2 separate regions of the Sus scrofa genome follow, and region 1 is linked to region 2. The links are chromatin contacts, called in public Hi-C maps. All regions are on one chromosome and are shown on one strand. Each heading gives the region's core, a stretch centred on a gene start, on an enhancer-like site or on the middle of the called end of the contact. The rest is flanking DNA. Distances are from core to core; before and after follow the strand shown.

The links. Hi-C and Micro-C count contacts between places; a contact is called where the count stands out from the background.
Region 1: a contact with region 2 is called in a Hi-C map of omental adipose tissue, with 1.7 times the contacts expected there. The contact joins two enhancer-like sites. A contact is called at or near these places in 8 of 47 Hi-C or Micro-C datasets (alveolar macrophages, heart right ventricle, mesenteric adipose tissue and 4 more) and 1 of 2 datasets of contacts at active chromatin or transcription factors (skeletal muscle).

Annotation. Positions count from the first base shown.
Region 1 is chr8:86,888,611-86,896,141 of Sscrofa11.1, forward strand. All of the region lies in intron 1 of MAML3 (mastermind-like protein 3), which reads left to right. Among named protein-coding and RNA genes, the nearest start is that of MAML3, 13 kb to the left of the region's middle. Within about 2 kb of position 4,576, at least 19 of the 83 cell types and tissues checked have an H3K27ac peak or open chromatin away from gene starts, as enhancers often do. A contact at or near this core is called in omental adipose tissue, where this site is marked.
Region 2 is chr8:86,795,877-86,802,346 of Sscrofa11.1, forward strand. The region is part of intron 3 of LOC110262151 (a long non-coding RNA gene); the gene reads left to right. Among named protein-coding and RNA genes, the nearest start is that of MAML3, 80 kb to the right of the region's middle. Within about 2 kb of position 4,490, at least 34 of the 83 cell types and tissues checked have an H3K27ac peak or open chromatin away from gene starts, as enhancers often do. A contact at or near this core is called in omental adipose tissue, where this site is marked.

The sequences.
Region 1 (7,531 bases), core at 3,326-5,825, 93 kb after region 2:
GGATTCCTTTAAATCAGAGATTCTCAATTGATGGAGACCCCTCCCCCCCACCCCGGGGAACATTTGGCCATGTGGAGAGACATTTTTAGTTGTCACAGCTGGAGAGGTGCTACCGCTGTCTCGCGGGTAGAAGCTGGGACTGCTGTTAAACATCCCGCAATGCACCCCCAACCAAGAAATCACCCTGTTCAAACTATCAGTCTTATATTGCTGTTGAGAAACCCTGCCTTCATCAAGGAGCTCCCCTAGAATGTTGAAAATACAGAGTGTGGCTTTCCTCACAGATTTTCACAAACACTCTGATTACTTACAGGGTGGGGAGAGGAGGGTGCTGCTCTGCGGTAGGCGGTGCCTGGGAAGACGGCAAAGTGCTGCGGTGTCGCCTCTCAGCACTGGCCATGTGTCATCCGGCTTCTCCCTTCCTGGTGTCCGGTGGGGACGGTGAACAGTGGTCACTCCTCTTACCTTTACTTACTTGATCGTTAGGCTCCAATGAATGAATCTATGTAAGCGTCCCAAAGACTTGATGGTGTTGCACAAATCCCAGGCTTCTTTTTCTGAATTACTTTCCTCCCACTTACTTGTTTGCCTCTCACCCTCGTGCACACTCACCGTTGAGTGATTTGAGGCTCATTTCACTCATGCATAAGCCAGGGTCTCAGGGCTAGGTATGGAGCAGCTGCTACCAACTGGACACAGGTGTTTCTAGGGGCAGGGATGCAGTAGTGAACCTGGGTCGTTGCTCTCTTTGGACTCACAGGGCAGAGTGTGGGTTCGTGTTTCAGATGAGCTGTATGAAATGTTCTTTGTGGTCTTATGAGAACGTGTTAATGGAGGCCATTAATAACCTACTGTTTAGGAAAATCCTGAGGGTACGGAATGCTTCGTATTTTCCTGCAAGCTTTCTATACCTGTAGCTTTCCATATGCACTGCTTTCTACAGCAACATCTATTTCATTGTTTTTCAAGTAAAAGTCACATTGTGGAGGGGAGAGGAGTAGGTGGTCTGCTAGAGAATAAGATTAAAGGATGGTGGTTGAAAATGAGGCCGATGGCCCTCTTTCCTTTTTCTGGACTAGGTGACCCTTGTAGTGTCACCATCCCGGCTTGACATCGAGCTGTTGGAGGGAATTAGACTCAGTGGGGGAGCGTTTAGAAAGAAGCCAGCGGAAGGTGCAGTGATTGAAACCAAGTCTCATGAAGAACAGCTGGGAGACCTGGAGATGTTTAGTCTGATTTAGGGGATGATATGATTGCTTGCTTAAAATATTTGAAGCGCTGTCATGTGAAGCAAGAATTAGAGGTGCTCTTCTGGCCTCAAGGGGATAAAGTCGGGAGCAGCGGTTGGCGGTTATTCGGAGCAAGGTTTGGTTTAATGTAGAAAAAAAAAAAGATCTGAAAATTGAAGCTGTTCACAGATGAAATGGGCTGTCTTGATGAGTGAAGATGTTCCAGCAAAAGTTGTTCAATTAGCTGAAATGTTGGGGAAGAGATGACACCGTTTTTCTTTTTTAAATTAGAAAACTTTTAAACAATATAAAAATACCAGATGCAAGAGGACAGGGACTTTGGCTCTTTATTACTTTCATCTTTATTACTCTCATGGTAGAACAAGACCTACCTGTACATGGGCGGAACCCTAAATATCTGTGGAATAAATTGCTGAATGAAAATGAGTAGATGGTGACTTAATTCCTCGACTTCAGTGTCCCCCCTTCTCAGAAATTACCATAGTTGAGAATCTCTCTGAGACCTTCTTCTTTTTGCTTACCGTATAGCGAATATCATGTTTCTTTTTCTACATATGTGGAATCATATTGTACATAGGGTTCTGAGATTTACTTTTCCACATAATGGATTTTGGAGACCTGTCCAAAACAACACTTAGATCCTTAACTCATTTTTTAAACTCTTCTATAGAATTCCGTAACATAAATGTTCCATAATTTATCCAGTGATCTCCTTTTGAGAGAGACTCTAATGTTCTCATTTTTTGTTACTTAATTTCAATGAACAATCCTTATCTATATATCCCTGTACCCATGTGAGCGTTTCTGTAGCACAGATTTGGACTTCTTTCTGTGTATGTAACTTGTATAAACAGACGAAGTCCCCCCATCTCTGAATCTACTATGGTTTAACATAGCACCTGAGTCTTATTACAGCCCATTTTAGGGCAAATGATAATTGGGTCTCCTGAAACATCGGGCTTCAAAAAAAAGTATTAACGAGTGACTGGTATGGGTCTTGGCAGTCTATGATGAACTCGATTCATTTTTAAAGGCTGTGTATCTGGCCATGCATCTTACAGGAGTGACTTTCTTTCATTTCATCTGGTCCGGTGGCGAAATTAATAGGAATCACGTTAACCAGCCCTGTTTATGCTGTGAAAGTGGGACATGCACTGTCTTGAACACGTTTGTAGCTCTTTTTATCCTTCCTGAGCTTTGTGTTTCCAGACCTGCATGGCTTTGTGTGTAAAAAGGTACTTCGGTGGGCGACGCAGTCCCTGGGGTGGCAGTGGGTGCAGTTTGGAGTGGTCATAAAAATCACAGGTCTGTAAGTTGCCACTTCCTACAGGTTCAATTACCCTGACTAATCCAGTCATCTGTGTAACATGGTAATAACAACCTGCTGACCCGGCCAGCTGGAGAAAATGCATCAAAACGGACTTGCCTCAACAGTCGCCTTTCAGCGTTTGTTTCGACAGTGAGGAGTCCTATCGGTTTTCACTACATGCCGGTGCTGACGTGGTCGCCAGCCTGCCCTCCGTAAGGCTCCTTGGTCATATTGATTTACTTCTGGCATGGCAACTGCCCTGCAGCCGGATACTAAGAGCGACAGTCAGTGTTCTTACAGAGCCAGAACAGTTTGGCTCCAGCATCCACACTCTTGGCTTCACTATTATTCTGCCTTCACCTGACTGCAGGGTTCTATCTTGGAAAGGTGGTGTGAGCAGCTGTATTTTCCAAATAACCATGTCCTCCCAAGGAGTGAGCCTCACCTATCTGACCTCCCTTTAGGTTTTACGATCCGTTTGGACAGGAGCCCACGTTAAGCCATGCGCAAGTGCTGGTCCTTGGCCGGCCCTGCTGTTTTCTAGGGAGGATCCCCACGTTGCTGTCCCCTGCCCTTGTGAACTTCTAGCCCCCTGTGTCCCTCTTCACCCATCTCCTTTACCACCACCTCATGTCTTCATCTTGGTCACAGCGACAGCAGGGCCTGGAAACGTGTGCAGAATGTGCAGGGCTGGTTATTTGAAGCACAGAAAGAAGCCAAGGGCAGAGATGTAGGTGATTAGCCTAAACTTTAGAGGTCATTCTCTCCCAAGTGAGTCCAGTAAAGCAGGCGTTCTGCTTCAATTGATGGCCTAGAAACTGATTAGCAGCAGCCATTTTCTGCCATTTAGCTGCACCGCATAGCATCTTAGTGAGAAAAGCTCCTTTGGCCAGCTCAGCTAATGCAGCTGTGTGCTCAGTGCAGCCTTTAGGGGAGGGGACCTCGGTCTAAAGACAGCTAGGTATGTTCTGCTTCAGTAGCTTAAATAGCAAGAGTTGGTTGGGCACATAAAATAAGAACCTTACTTCTAATCTTGAAACTAGGCCAGCCAGGCCGATCGTCGAAGACATCCTTAAAGTTGCTGCGCTGGTCACGCCGTGCAACTTCAATCTGTGACTCTTCCTGCTGACAGCCAAGTTGAAACAGTGAAGTTTCGTTTTTGCCAGTCTACTGTCCCTCTGAGCAGTGTCATCTGACTTTTTTTGCGTTTGCTTCGGATTTTTCCTGGATCTGTTTCTTTTATCTTCTAGCCCTGGAATGTTCATTGAAGGGCGACTTTCACGTATTTACAAGGTGGACGACTGCCTAGCATTTAGCATCAAGTATAACATGTACCTTTGCATTGACTGTGGACAGATAAATGATTCTCGGTTTTTAATATTCGTTATTTCATAGCTCCTGATTATAGTTATTAGATTAAAACTGTTTTCCAAAGGCTGGTGAGATTGCAGCTAGGCTGCAGTAAACTTCTAGTTCTAATTCCTTTTGGAAAGCATTTTCCATTTCTTTTTTGAAAGAGTCCCGACATGATTTGTTCCAGGGAATACATGATGAGAATCAAGTCTTAACTTATTATGGAGTTTTTAAAAAAACACGTGTTACAAAAAGTGAGGGTTTCAGACTCATTCTTTTTGAAGAGAGTTTAATAACCTCGGAGATAAATTCATACCAAGGCGATTCTGAGGTTGATGTTAACATTTATGCAAAGAAATCGGACCTCTGTCAGAGCCGACAAAATTTCCTGGAGACTAAAGAAATACAACTGTTTTAATTGTTCATCCCTGAGTTTTGGCTTCGGAGTGGCTGAGTGCTCACAATACCGGAGTGCCCTGCGGGTAGAACATACCTCCCCCGTGCCTGCTCCTATCTTCTATTCTGTGCTCCTTTTGTCCCCAGTTCTAATCCACTGTGGCATTTTGGTCCCTCCTTCCTCCCTGCCTCCGGGAGCAGAGATGTAGCTGTAGCAGGGGACGCCTTTGCAGCGCGTGCAGGTGGTGTTATCTTTAATCACTTCAGGTATTTCCTCACAGTGGTGTGTGCAGATCAGCGCCTCCCGGGTGTAACATTCTCTTCACATCCTGCAGTAGCCCCTTCCCCAGGAGACGCTCTGATGTTGGGTAAACAGGGTGGTTTCTCTAAAGGAGTAACTTTCTCAGTTTAGAAAGTTGTTACGGCTAAATGGTTGAGAACGTACTTTGCAGTTTAACTGGGAATTCCTAAAGGGTTTGCAGCTGCTATTGGATTTTTAAAAACACGTTCGTTTTCTTCAATGAAGCATGGAAACAATGACATCAGATTTGGATTTCATGCTGCTTCCTTCTCAGAACCTATGGAAGGGATAGTTGAAAAAAACTGTCACAACAAGGACTAACCATATTGGAAAAAAAAAACTCTTTGGCAGATGGTATGTGTTAGAGTGGAGTTAGTCTGGAGCCTGTGATGAACTTGGACCTTGTCATGGTGGTAACCTGGAGGGTGGCAAAGTTGGGTGAACCTCCAGAAGCTGGGATATTTGGCACCCTGGCTATTGAAATTCAAATGGACCCCCCCCCACATTTGATCCTGTTTTTAGAGTGAAAGGACTGATATAAATCATTCAGGGGCCTTTTTTTACCTTGACGTTTGTGGTCTGGGTCTGAGATTGAAGTTGGAACACTGGGAAATATGTAACAATAGTTTCAAGGAAAGGAGCCTAATGATAGTGTGTGCCCGGGAGAATCGTGGCTTTGTTCCCTCTGCCGAGGTGCCAGTTGTCTGTGTTACCGGTTTGGTAGGCTCTGTGTTTATCTGCGGCCTGGAATGTCAAAGGATTGCCAAGCTAAGAATTTTGCTTCCCTCGCTACCCTGAAGTGATGGTGTAGGAGTTTCTGGTATTGGCTGGTGGGGGTGAGGACAACCATATATGGAAGGGGGAGGGGACTGGCTGGCTTTGGTATCCCGTCCCTTCTTCCTAATGCCATTTTCATGCCTCTATTAACCGAGAGTGGATACTCTGAATAATTATTTATGTCTGTCTTTTCCTTCACAGTGTAACGCACACGTCACTGTTTTCTTCAACTTTTTGTAATATATGTGTTGATGATGCACTGAAGAGCAATACATTTGAGAAGAGAGATAATTAGCTTTGACAGACTTACAGAAATGAGACTGTACAAGGAGGAAGCAAGAGGGTTGCTTAAGCAAGGGAGTCTAATACAAGGTTTGAGGGGAATTGTCCGGGTAAATTCTTCAATGTTAAAATTCACAACCATCTTGGTGGCCCAGGTTAGAGGAAGAAGTGCATTACTGTGTGATTTTGAAGAACTTAAATATATCTGTCATAGTTTAAAAAAAAATCTTTTTTTTTTTTTTTTTTTACTGGCCGCATTCACAGCACATGGAGGTTCCCAGGCTACGGGTCTAATTGGAGCTGTAGCTGCCGGCCTACACCACAGCCACAGCAACTCAGGATCCGAGCCACGTCTGCAACCTACACCACGGCTCACGGATCCTCAACCCACTGAGCGAGGCCAGGGATCGAACCACAACCTCATGGTTCCTAGTTGGATTTATTAACCATTGAGCCATGATGGGAACTCCTCAACACAGAATTTTTTAACCGCTTTTAAAATTGAAGAATAGCTAATTTGCATCATTGTGTTAGTTTCTGGGGTATAGCAAAATGATTGTTATATATTTACATACACATGTATAAATATATGCATATATATTCTTTTTCAGGTTCTTTTCCATTTACAGGCTATTACAAGATATTGACTATAGTTCCCTGTGCTATACAGTGGGTAATTGCCTTTTATTTTATATATAGTGGTGTGTATAAAACGTAGAATTTTTTTTCTGTTTTGGCTGCACCTCTGGCATATGGAGGTTCCCAGGCCAGGGATGAAGTCCAAGCTGCAGCTGCGACGGACACCACAGCTGAGGTAATGCCAGATCCTTAACCCACCGGTGCTGGGTGGCAGTGAACCTTTGGGTTTGCAGCGGCCTGAGCCGATGCTGAGACAACTCAGGATCCTTCACCCACTGCCCCACAGGGGAAACGCCAACACAGAATTTTAAATGGAGAAATTAAAGATACTGAGTGATGATATCAGAGGAAGAAATAGCAACTCAGCCACTGGTGTTAAAAATTCCTTATGTTGTTCTCAGCGCCTTTTAATCTCTCTTAGCATGAGCATGTATCGTCTTGGAGGGACCTTTGTTTAATAGCCATCTTACCTTAGAGTTTTCCTTTCGCTTTGGTGCCTTGCGCCCAGAGGGGGAGTTGTCCTTCAAGAAACATGGTTCACTCAGCATTAATTTGGCTTAGTTGTCCTTCTTGCCCCCTCCCAATTTAGGGATTCTTTGCCAAGGGGACAATTAAACTGTCTCAGTGTCTAGAAAGAAGGATATGGACCAGGGGTTGGGTGAGGTTATTCCTCCTGTTGTCTGATTGTATATTTATTTTCTGTTTTCTGGATCGAAAACTTGTGGAACAGAGTGCGAGAGATTGACTATGGCAAGAAGGGAGGGGGAACAGGTAAAAATTAGGTCATCTACGTAAAAGAAAGGAGCAGATAAGGCTCCGGGGTCGCCATGGTTTCTCCGGCTCGTTCTCCCTGGGCCAGTCATGCCCCGTCCACAATGGAGGTCAGGATGATGCCAGGAAAAAAGGGCTCTATCTAGACTGTTCTGCAATATACTGTTTTAACGCTCATGAGACAGAAGAGAGGAGGCTTTGGGGAAAGTTTACTCAGAAAGAAAATGTGTAGACAGCTCACCGTCAGGTCTAGGGGGTGCCTTACGTTTGGTTACCGACAGTCTTGGCAGCAGGATCTCTGGGCACAGACCAGGGTCTGTCTAGCTGGAAAGTGGGCTCCAAGGGACTGGGGAGAGCGGAAGGGTTTGCATTTCCCTGTGCACGGAACCCACCGTCGCTGGGGATCAGAGTGAAGAACGCCTTTAAAACGTCCAGCTTTTCTTCCCTCCACAC
Region 2 (6,470 bases), core at 3,240-5,739:
TCTCTGTTTACACAGCCCAGCTTCCTCCACACTGCAACGTACCTCAGACAGCGCTCCCTTTATTTGCCTGCAAAGTAAATTCAGAGGAAAAGCAGAGGCACAGATTAAGTGACTATCGCCTAGGCCATAGACCTCTCCCATAAATGTTTACACACACACAGAGGCCTTGAACAATGCTTGCGTGCAGCTAAGTGAAAATCTTTGCTTATCTTCCAGATGACATCCCGATGCAGGCAGAGGGAAAAAATAAATTTGCTGAGCTTCTGATGCAGCCATCGTCCCTGTGCTAGGCAGGAGCATCTCTGTAATGATGAAAAGCACTATAATTTTAACGTTGTTACTGGACTAAGCACAATTTACGCTAGTGATGAAAAAAAAAAGGAAAAGATTTATGAGATGGAAGATAGAAAGATAAACTCCTGTCCCTTAGTGGCTATTAGAAACATTGCCAAAATACCATAAATGTGTGAAGGATGACATGATTATTTTTGCATTTCTGCTGGGCATACACTGCAAGAATTTATAGGGGCAAGAGTCCGAAGTACAGATGGCAGAGCTGGAGGGGAGGGAGAAATCTGGCAGGCCCTTCTGAGGAGGAGGCCACCCTGACCATGCCATGGTCTGAGGAGGATGTAGGACAGGTGGCTTTAGGTGTCGCCTAAGGTGCCACACCTGCCAGCATCCTCTGCATCCCCTGGTCCAGCCACCTGTTCTTAGGGCAGCTTCTGTGGCAATACCCTGTCCCATGTTTCATCAGGATTTGGTGTCAGGTTTGGATCCACCATCAAATGTGGGAGGTGAGAGGGTGGGACCGTCAAGGAGGCACCAAGAAAACCAGCTGGCATTCATCTACCTACCGCATAAACACAAAAGCCCCATGGACAGAAGCTTCCGAAAAGTTAGAGCCACCAACTCGGCCCCAAAGAACCATAGGATGTTTTATAAAAGAGAAGGGGAATGGACCCCAGAATGTGGTTTCACTGAAACCACTTTGAAAGCGTTTCTGCAGCCAGCCAGTCTGGAACAGGTATCCTGAAAGAGACCTCATCAGCAGTCACATCTGAAGGTCCAGCCACAGGAAGTCAGTCTGACAGTCTGCTGAGTCAGGTCTGGAATGCAGGTTATGTAAAGGCCCGGGGTTACATCAGCCAATGGATCCAAAACTCCCCTGACCCAGCAGCTTAACGTCATGGGCAAGGGGTGCCTTTGAGCATTGACCTCTGGAGAAATTTGATAAGCAGGCTTGGCTTTAGTCAGATAGGACAGCAACTACTGGGAAACTAGGGTTCCCAGATTTGTTCATCCTTTGATAACATCGGTCATTTCTTCTTGAGGAGTCAGTCCAGGGCTCGCCACCTGGTGGGCCTCTCAGCAGACTGGGTTAGGTTTCACTCTCCACAAATGGCATATCATCTCAATGGATCCGTATCGGAGCTGCCTTCGTGGCTCAGCAGTTAACAAACCCGACTAGGATCAATGAGGATGCAGGTTCAATACCTGGCATCACTCAGTGGGTTAAGGATCCGGCGTTGCCCTGAGCTGTGGTGTAGGTCGCAGACGCTGGTGTTGCTGTGACTGTGGTATAGGCCAGCAGCTCTAGCTCTGATTCGACCCCTAGCCTGGGAACTTCCATATGCGGTGGATGCAACCCTAAAGAGAAAAAAGAAAAAAAAAAGATTCTTATCTCCCCAGTACAGTCTGCATACCGCTTGAGGTGCCTTAAATAGAGATGCCATGAGAATAGGTGCTGTGTAAATAGTCCTGTGACGTAGGTACTTGTGCAGTTAGCGATGTGGCATCCTTGTGCGTGGAGAAATGAGGGCCATGTGCCAGAGGTACCAGATTGAATTATGGCGACTCCTACATCTGACCAAGAGCCTACTTTAGTTGCTGTATTCCATATTTAAATTTAAGCTGCAAATGAAGAAACAGTTTTTACAACTCTAAATACACTTTCTAGTACAGAGAATGGTGACTAAAGCAAAAGCAAGAATAGCTGCTTGCACCACGATTTGAGAAAACCGACATCCAAAAATTATCGTTTGTATGTGCAAACAACCACATGAGGACAATGGAGAAGCAGTGAGTCACCAGTATTCTAGCATTTACCAGATTCCAACACAATCTGAGGGTTTTTCCAAAGACGAGATCAGATATTCTAAAATTTACAGTAAACATTACCTTTGACGTGTAACCTTCAGTTCCTATCTGAAAAATGGGCTGAATCAAAACTTTACCAAAGAGTTATAGCCCAGCTCCAATGAATGATTTCAGTACTTTCCAAAGTATTGAAATACATGGGAATAATTCTTCACGTCGGAAGAGTACTTGAGGCTTTCAAAGCACTTTCACCTACATCCTCTTATTTGATCACATTTGATTCTTACAGAATCCTTGAGGCTTGGTGTTTATAGGTGTGTGGTGGTCATATTAAAGTATCACTGAACTGGGGGTCTTTTTGGAGAGACAGGATGAATCCCTACCTGGTTGGGGAAAAAAAAAAAAAAAAAACAGATGAAAACCAGGAGATTTTGAGATCCAGACTCCCTGTTAACATGTCACATGGCTGCTGTACAAACCAAAGCTCTTAAAGTACCAAAACTCAGCAGAAAGGTTTAAGAATTGCTTACAATCCAAGTGTGTTTTCTCCTTCTCTCTGCTTTTTAGAAGACAGTTTAAAGAGAGTTAGGGAATGTTCTGGCCTTTTGTTTTGAAACCTCCTAGGCTTGTTGTCTCTTTGTCTGCAGATTGTGAGATTAGTCTCTTTGCTTTAAACAGACCGAGCAACCTTTAAGATAAGCAGGCTTCCATGATGGGTTGACTTATTTTGGATGTGCAAAGGTGTTTACTGAGCTTCTCATGTACGACTTGAAAACTCTGCTGTCTCAGTGTGACACAGCTAAGAGTTGAAAGGGAAGCGCTGTCTGCTGTAGCGTGTTTTGGAAGGCGGCAGAAGAAAAATGTCTGTTCTAGAGCATGATCAGCTAGCGGCATCTCCCCAAGGACTGTTCATGAACCTAAGAGGAAGTCTTATTCAAGTGCCCAAGGGCAAACCACCTTGTCAAGGGACCACTGAGAACAGGTTCCATATAAGATAAGAGCCAGGTTGGCACTGGGGGTGGGCATGGGTGCTCAAGCTCTGTATCCCAGGAAAAGCATTTTCAGCAAAGTTGTGGATAATTGCATAGGTTTTACATATTAACCTATCACAGCAAAATAGCAAAAATCAATGGATTAAAATGACGTTCACTTGCCCCACCCCCCAACCCCCTGCTTCTCTGTACCCTGTACAGAGGGCAGTGGGTAAAAAGGGAATAAAAAGGCTGCCACCATCAAGGAAGCTTCTGCCCACCCCACCCCCATCCTGAGTTATCACCCATTTTGTGCACACAGCTCTCTGTGTGAGGGTTTCTCCAGCCAGAACGGAGGCCACCACGAGGGCAAGCCAGTCAAGACATCAAACAGCAGGTCATAATAGAAACCAGGGCTCCGGATGCCAGGGTCCTGGCTCCATCTCTAATAATTTGTGTGCCTTTGGACAAGGCATTCTTCCTCTTTCATGTGTAAAACAAGGGGGCTGGACTAAGAGTTCTCCAAGGCTCCTAAACAGTTCCTGAAAATTAAGATCCTTTTCGTAAGGAATGTGTAGGGAGGTTGTGAAAGGAAGCATAATTATCTCTGTTAGCTGTAAAAGAACACAGTTTGGAGGTGGTGTGAAAATAATCCACAAGGAATCCTTACGATGGGATGGGAAACTACACAGAAACGTAGAATTGTGTGTGCATAACGTGAGCAGAGGTATATGAGGCAATATAAAACCGGGCTCATGTAAGAAAGACCACAGCTTAAAGCAGAAAAAGTCAGGCTTTTGAACCGAAGCTGCGCCCTATCCTTTTTACAATCTCTCCCCATGATAATGTAGCACCTTGTGCACGCAATTAAATGTCAGCCACAGAAAACATTTCCCTTGGCTTTGTTGTTCCAGAACGGGATTCTTTTGTCTTCAATATAATGGATATGCAGAAACAATGATAGAACAGAGATTTTTTTCTAAAGCGATGACAAACACACTGCTGCTTCCTCCCTCCTTTCTCCGTATCCCCACCCCCCAAAATAAATCATTGTTTAAAAAAAATTCCCATTGTCTATTGTCCACGGAGATCAAGATCTGCCTAGGAACAGCGCTGGCGGGCTCGCAGCAGCCGTGAGCAGCCGGTAGGTGGCGCACGAAGGCAGCGCAGGCGGGGGCGCTGCACAGATCCCGGTGGGAGGGGTCTCGCCGCCCCCACGCCCGCCCGCCGCCGTCTTCCACCCGCTCCTAGCGTGCTAATTGCTGGATACTCTACTGGGACTTCGGTTAGGGGAAAAGAAAGCGGGAATGGGAGGCGGGGAATCTGGTTCCGAATACACAAAAGCCTCCAGGTCCCAGGGGCCCAGGAGCAGGGCGCTCCCTCCATCGCCCACCATCCCTCTGCTCTGCTCCGCCAGGGCTGCGGCCAAAGGAGCAGACAGACGCTGGAGGGTGGGGATAGTGATCTCGGTGCAGAGCCCCACTCCCCGGTGCCTGGCGCCTGCCTAAGCCTGGATGTCTTCCTCCTCAGCTCGCTCATCCCAGGCATCAGAGCCCAAGCCTACCCCAAACGCTGTCCAGCCAGGCGTGGGGCTGCGTTCTGACTGAGGTAATGCCAACGCCAGGGACAAGCCCTGGGGCGGGCCAGGTCCCCAAGCAGCAAGATCTGGTGAGCTTCAAAGCAGGAAGATCCCATGTGTCTGCCTGGGCCTGTCTGGTGCCATCAGCAAGCCTCCTTGCAGGAGTCGGGCAGATCCTACCCCTTACGTTCACCGGCTAGCCATGTCAGGTGACAGTGAAAGGGCCACGCGGTCCTCCGACCCCCAACCTCTGTCCAGTAGAACGTGGTGTTAAGGTTTTTGATGGCTCTAAAATCAGAAGCCTGGGTTGAAACGTGAGCATTGACACCTGGGGTTTTGTGACCTTGGGGATGTTCCCCAAGCTTCCATCTCCCAGGCTATACAAATCGGCAGTAATACTTTTAGGAATGTAGCGAGGATTTTTTAAAAGTGGTACTTAACTTAGTAGGAGACCAGGCTGGAGTAACTGTTGTTATTAACAACCTGACTCCTTGGAGAGGCAGGGGAAAGGGATGCAGTTTGCTGCCCTTGAGACAGATCTCGCATCACTGTTGCCTAGACTGAGAAGGGGGCCAAGAGGAGAGCCCAGAACATCCTCAGACTGGTCACTCCCAACAGAAGATCCCAGCCATCCTTCTGCAGCCCGCGGCCACCATCCCTCTTCCGGCCCCTGAGGCTGGGCTGGGCTGTGTTAGGCCCTTCTCCTCTCCTTCCTCTCCCTTGCATATACATGTTTTCCCCTCTCCATTGGAAAGTTCTGAGACAGTGTATAAACATGGGCTTTGGAGTCAGACGCGCCCAGGTTGGAATTCTGACTCCCCATGTGCTAGCTGGGAAGTTTGGGGATATGCTATTTCATTTCCCTGGGCTGCAGTTTGCTGCTCTATAAAATGGTGGTCATGAGACCTATCTAAACCTTCCTATAAAGATGAAAGGAGCTAATGTATATAAACAGCCCAGCATGTAATAGCTGTTCAGTAAATTTTTAAGTTTACCATTGGAATTGGGTTAGATTATTTTGCAGAACATAATGAATGATCACTGGAACTTATAGAGATACCCAACAAGTTGAACCCACAAATGACTAATAATTAGCTCTTCTACTCCCTAGTCAGCAAACTTTATTTCCCTCCCAGAAAAGAGCAGAAATCAATCCAGTGAGGGCACATTCTCCCCAGAGCCACACAGGTATAACTAAGGCGCTTAACTAGGCTTATTAATGCTTTGGGGCTACCAGCTGCCCATTTTAGAGCAATACTCCATCTGGAAGGTTCTCTAGGGGTGGGCCTTGCTTTAAAGTTGCATTCGAAGCCATGGTGTGTACCTGGATGGTCAGTGACTCGCAGTATTTGTCGCATGTGTGGTGCTACCCCAAGCAGAGGTGTGGTAGGCAGGGCATGACACTGAGCCACTCCTACCTGAGGCAGGCAGGTCAGGAACTGTTGATGCTTCTCTAAAAGGACACTTGGGCATTTCAATGTGCATCAGATTTGTGTAACTTTTGGGAGAAGCTCAGGTATTGGGAAGACCTTCCCAGGAGCACAGTAGGCAGCCTTGGTAGCCAACCTCCACGGTGGCCCCCCAGGACTCTTGCCTCCTGATATTCATGCCCTAGTGTCGTCCCCTCCCTGTTAAGCAGGGCTGGCCTGTGCAACCAAGGGTATATTGCAAAATCAGTGTGTGACCTACAAGACCGGCACATAGAAGACATTGTGACTTTCATTTTGCTCTCTCCTGTATCACTTACTGTGGGGAAGCTGGCCACCAATGCCAAGAGAGCACTTAAGTGGCTATTCAGAGTGGTCTGTGCATCAAGGAGC